2 separate regions of the Mus musculus genome follow, and region 2 is linked to region 1. A link is a contact called in public Hi-C data. All regions are on one chromosome and are shown on one strand. Each heading gives the region's core, a stretch centred on a gene start, on an enhancer-like site or on the middle of the called end of the contact. The rest is flanking DNA. Distances are from core to core; before and after follow the strand shown. Region 1 has its middle 7.3 kb from the start of Gm13530. Region 2 has its middle 36 kb from the start of C130021I20Rik.

Region 1 (2,826 bases), core at 51-2,550:
ACCCAATGTTCTGATTTCCTGAATGAAACACACACACACACACACACACACACACACACACACACACACAGCCCTCTACTTTAATATATCTTAAACAGCTCAATGGCTGGGCCACTCCCAAATTTCCATGTTGCTAACACACACACCCCTCTGATACTCCTGAATTATTACTTAGTAAAACCTATATTCTATCCTGGCAGCCCCAGACTCAGACCAGCTGCCCTCCTGGGCCACCGTCCCTGACTCTTACATGTTGGCTGTCTGTCTGTCCTGCACTTCTCAGGCCTGATCTTTTGCTTTCCCAGCATGGCATGGCTGTTAGACTCCTTCTTCTCTCTACCACATGTGGTAACACATATCTGTAACTCAAGCACATGGGGTAGACGCAGTAGAATTAGAAACTCTAGATTGACTTTGGCTATATAGGGAGTTTAAGACTACCAGTGTATGGTGTGAGACTTTATCCCAGAAAGAAATGAAAAGAAGTAAAGAGACAGCAGAGAGAGGAGAGAGAGAAACAAAAGAAAGAAAGAGAGGAGGGGAGGGAGGGAGGGAGGGAGGGAGGGAGGGAGGGAGGGAGGGAGGGAGGGAGGGAGAAAACAGCCATTGTATGCAGTGCCTTTGGACAACTCTGAACTGGAGCAGCCAGTGGGCACCCAAAGGCAGCTGTGATGTCAGGCCCAGGACCTAGCACTACTTAGCTGGCTCGGCATCCCAATCATACAGCCATCATTATCTGTCACCACATTGCATCTTTTTCCATGACTACGACCTTGTTTTGTAATTGAATTGATGCTGTTTATATGGCCCCACCCACCTGCGATCACAGTGCAATTTGTCGGTCTGACTGCTGGTGGAAGAAAACAATTTTGTGAGAATGGCTGTTTGGGGATTGAGGCACCACCGAGCCCTGAGCATTGAATCCACTTGTGGCCCATGAGTCTCACAGCCACTCAGCATGCACATCCTACGATACAAATTGAGCCAGCAGGCCCCATGGTGACATCTCCCCGCACCCATCACAGATTTTTCCATTGAATCCTGTATCTGTTTGCTCCTTGACAAACACCCCTAACATCCAAGGAATGAGCACAGCAGATGTTTTATCCTGTCTGTCATCCGCCTGGGAACATCAGACTTTGTGGCAGAGTGGAAGAGTGAGGGGAAGAACGGGAGCTCCTCCCCCACACCTCACGGGTTGAGGGAGCGATGGGGAAGCCATTGGTGGGAAAGAGCAAGAGGCACAATGCAGAGACAACCAGATGCTGGGGGTCGGGAGGTGGGGGTTGAAAACCCAGCCTGCAACGACCAATTGGATTTATTCTTCACAATGGACAATGACGGAAAGAATTAGAGCATGAGTGGCTGCCATCCCTCCTCATGCTTCTGCCTGCCCCTTTTCTGAGGGCATGCTGGGTAATTGAGCAGAGGAGCTCTTAGGGTCTATGTAAGAGGAGGGATGGATAAGATGGCCAAGAGCAAGCAACTCCCACCAGCTGACCTCTGACCTCCACACACGCTGTGGCATGTGTACATGTGAGCATGCACACACACACACATACTTATACACACAGAGACTCACAAACACACACACTCTCACACACACTCATACACACACACATACACACAGAAAACAAGTAATTTTTAAAAGGACAATAAAATTATGGGAGTTAGGTGAGAAAAGACCTGAGCAAAGAGGTAAAGCCCAGCCTGGGCCACCACAGCTCCTGAGCCCCGTTCTAGTCCTTTCTACCTGGATTGCAGACTTTGGCCCCTTTTTATAAGCCATGGAAGAAGACTAGGATAAGAGATTTGACATAAATATTTAAATTAATATAGTGTTTGAAACACATTTTTTGTTTTGTTTTGGTTTTGGTTTTTGGTTTTTCGAGACAGGGTTTCTCTGTATAGCCCTGGCTGTCCTGGAACTCACTTTGTAGACCAAACTGGCCTCGAACTCAGAAATCTGCCTTCCTCAGCCTCCCAAGTGCTGGAATTAAAGGCGTGCGCCACCACTGCCCGGCTTAAAACACATTTTTTAATGCTTGTGTGGGCTGAGCAACGTCCTAACCAAGTCCTGGGAGGTGGCTCATATTAAAAATGTCCTTCATGGGCTCACATAATCGGACCCTTAGTCCCTAATGGGTGGCACTATGAGGAGAGGTTATGGGGAGGAGTGGCCTTGCCTGAGGAAGCACACACTGGGGCAGGGCTCTGGGATTCCATAGCCTGATCCCAGTTCTGGTTCCCTCTCTCTTCTGTTGAAGAGTGGATCTCTCCCAGTGCCCAGACTAGGCTTCCTGCCATCAGGGCTTCCTAGCCTTTATGGTGTCCCCCTGTATCTTAGTCACTGTTCTGCTATCAGGGTAGACACCATGGCCAAGGCAACTTACAAAATAAAGTATTTAATTGGGGGTTTGCTTCCAGTTTCAGAGGGTTAGTGTCATGGCAGGGAGCATGGTGGCAGGCAGACATGCTAAAGCAGTAGCTGAGAGCTTACATCTTGATCCATGAGCAACAGGCAGAGAGAGAGACCAGCCCTGGCATAGGCTTTTGAAACCTCAAGTCTCACCTTCCCAGTGAAACATCTCCTTCAACAAGGCCACACCTGCTAATCCTCCCCAAACAGTTCCACTACAGAGGACCAAGCATTTAAACATGTTAGCCTGTGAGCCATTCTTATTTAAACCACCACACGAAAAATTTTAAATAAATTAATCAATTTTTTTAAAATATGTATTCTTTCAAGACAGGGTTTCTCTGTGTAGCCCTGGCTGTCTCGGAACTCACTATGTAGTCCAGACTGACCTTGCACTTGGAGATCTG
Region 2 (2,822 bases), core at 149-2,648, 200 kb before region 1:
TACACACACACACACACACACACACACACACACACACACACACACTGTACTCAAGCTTCATGCCCAGGTTTGGGTGCCGTCTGTAGCGACTGAGTCCCGGACCAATTGTCCGAGTGGTTGCTGTATGCCAGACAAGTTCTCTAATTCTCATTAGCCCTGCTGGAATGAAAATTCAGTTGGCAAAGCACACACTGGGGTGCACACACATGGGAGCTGAGCTGGATCCACAAAACACATATAAAATACAAAACAACAGCAAAATAGGCGTGGGGTGGGGTTTGTAATCTCAGTGCTGTGAAGGCCAAAACGAACAGATCCTTGGGGCTCACTGGCTGACCAGCCTCGCCTAACAGGGGAGTACAGGCCATTGAGAGACCCTGTCTCAAAAATAGGGTGCATGGCATGACCAGGGAGCAACACACACAAAGCGCACAAGCACTTCCAGCCACATGCACACAAATAAAATAAAAATAAAATAGTGATAATAAATATGTAATAAATTGGGCAGAGTGTCCTCTTCATCAAAGGTTTACCGACTCGGACAGTCGACCCAGGGAGGAGCACTCCACTGCTACATGGAGAGCTGGCTTGAAGTCAGCTCAGTTGGACTGGGAGTTTGATTTTCTCAACATGGAGAACTGGTTGGGGCAACTGGACCCCCAGGGTAGGCAAGGGCAGGGCCTGGATTCATGGCTTTCTAGAGTTGGACAGTTCTCAGTCCCTCGGCTGACCCACTCCGAGCTCATCTTGACCCTGGGAAGCTGACCTGTGGAGATGCAGGATGGGGGCGGTGTTCCCCTCAGTGGCCTTGCTGAAGGGGCCACACTGCAGACAGTCCTGAAGTGGAGACAGGAGACTGGTAAGGACCTGACAAGAGTTCCATACAGAGCTTGCTCCCAGAGCCCATTTCCCTGTGTAGAGCCTCAGTTTCTGTATTTGAGCAGATCCATGTTGGTTGATCTGGTGGGGTTGTTCTGGGTGGGGTCATAGCCTAAACTGGAGACCCAATCCCAGGCAGCTATGAGCCAGGCAAAGCCAAGGGACACACTATACTGGGCAATCCAGGATAAATGGGAGATTGCATTTCCTGGGAGAGTCAGAAACACTGCCTGGAGGAAGGGCAGGGAAAAGCCAGGCCTCAGGGATGGGGAATGGGGGAGATAGGGCAGGATGCACCTTCAGCTGCAGTCTAAAACTCTACTAGTAGAGGGAAGACAGGGGCCATGGGTTGGGGTGCGGGTGCAGTGGGTTGTGGGTGCGGGGTGCAGAGCATGCTTTAAACAGCGGGCAGGGCCTTAGGCCACGACTTTAAACTCTTCCCTGCAGGAGTAGGGAAAGACAGGAGCCAGGCTGACAGTAGGCAGCAGACAGAGTGGGAGGGGCCGCAGATGAGTGGTAGTGGGGGTGGGGAGGCAGGAGACAGATGAGGTCTGGACAGGGAGGAAACAGAGAACATGATGGGAGATAAGATTTCAGAGACTTCAGAGGCTGAGCAGCAAGGAGCGGTCTGCTGCTAGGGGAGTGGGCAGAGAGACCCCAGGAGGGACCAGGGACAGCTCCAAGTCAGGGTCTTTCAGGGTGTTTTCCTGCTAGATCCCCAACCATTGTCCCAGTCTATTTCCAGTCCCATCCCACTGTTACAAGCTACAACCCACCTTGTCTCCAGTCACATTCCGCTGTGTCCCTGACTATCAGTGAACATGCCTGCCCTCTGTGTCCCCTCATCTGTGTCCCTGCATCGCTGACACAGCTTGTAACACTGAAAGATCGGTATCCCTGTGCAGGAGAAGGGGAGTCCAAAGCCCACCTAGCTACATTGACTACGGTAGGCCCACTCGAGCCTGACACCCACCACTTCAACAAGAGGGAGCAGAGTGAATTGAAGGTGTCCTCTGTTATCTGTCACCATGAGCCACCATGCTATGATGCAGCTGGAGACCATCCCCAGAGTCTGATGCCACCCACCTTGGACTTTCAGCCTCCCAGACTGTGAACTACACACCCCCTTTTCCTTGTTAGGCAGCCAGCATCTAGCTCTTTGTTGTTAGCAATATACTGCAGCAGAGCTGAGCCATGGCTTTCACTTGACTTTGGTTGCTAAGGTCTCACCAACCTAAATCATGGGCTTGTACTGTGAAGAGCTGGCCTAAGAAGCCCCTGTGCTCCAGCCTTACTCCCCCTCACATCCTTGTAAAGCGAAGGGCCTGTTTCCCTCTGACACCAAGATCCAGCACCCCTGTCAACACTGAAACTCCCTTCTTCAGTACCGACTCAAAGGCATGAGGAACCCAAAGTGTCTCGGTGGGCACCTTAACTTTCAGTTCAATGGAATCCTTGTCTTACCCACTAGGGGTATTGTCCATCTCCTGGAACTAAGACCTCTAAGCCAGCAGAGTAGAAAGACCCCAGGACAAGGCTGGCAAAATGGCCCAGTAGGTGAGAGCACTTGCCACCAGCCCTGAGAACCTGATTCCAATCCCCAGATCCCAAAAAATGGAAGAAGACAAAGGACTCTGGTAAGTTGTCCTCTGATCTCCACATGCGTGCCGTGCTGCACACACAAAAGCACATACAAGTAAATGAACGAATAAATGAATGAATGAATGAATAGATATAGATAGATTGATATATAATTAGATGATAGATAGTTTAAAAATCTAACCATATCAACAAGCAAATTCCAGAAATTTCAGAGCCAATCTAGACAATTTTCCTTCAGACCTCGTTCCCCTAGAGCTCTTCTCAGTACCAAATTCTGCTCCCTGACCACAGTGTCAGATATGTGGTGTGCAGAACTAAATGCACACACACCTGTGTGCATT

The links. A called contact is a pair of places that touch in the nucleus more often than the background predicts.
Region 2: a Hi-C map of the N1E-115 cell line shows a contact between it and region 1, with 6 times the contacts expected there. The contact joins two enhancer-like sites. A contact is called at or near these places in 3 of 39 promoter capture datasets (cranial neural crest, frontonasal cranial neural crest and maxillary cranial neural crest), 1 of 15 datasets of contacts at CTCF or cohesin (embryonic stem cells), 12 of 484 Hi-C or Micro-C datasets (the G1E-ER4 cell line, the N1E-115 cell line, cardiomyocytes and 6 more), 3 of 115 datasets of contacts at active chromatin or transcription factors (embryonic stem cells and oligodendrocyte precursor cells) and 2 of 9 other capture datasets (adipose tissue and embryonic stem cells).

Annotation. Positions count from the first base shown.
Region 1 is chr2:33,481,060-33,483,885 of GRCm38.p6, reverse strand. No RefSeq gene overlaps it. Among named protein-coding and RNA genes, the nearest start is that of Gm13530, 7.3 kb to the left of the region's middle. Within about 2 kb of position 1,300, at least 3 of the 459 cell types and tissues checked have an H3K27ac peak or open chromatin away from gene starts, as enhancers often do. A contact at or near this core is called in the N1E-115 cell line, where this site is marked.
Region 2 is chr2:33,676,212-33,679,033 of GRCm38.p6, reverse strand. No RefSeq gene overlaps it. Among named protein-coding and RNA genes, the nearest start is that of C130021I20Rik, 36 kb to the right of the region's middle. Within about 2 kb of position 1,398, at least 3 of the 459 cell types and tissues checked have an H3K27ac peak or open chromatin away from gene starts, as enhancers often do. A contact at or near this core is called in the N1E-115 cell line, where this site is marked.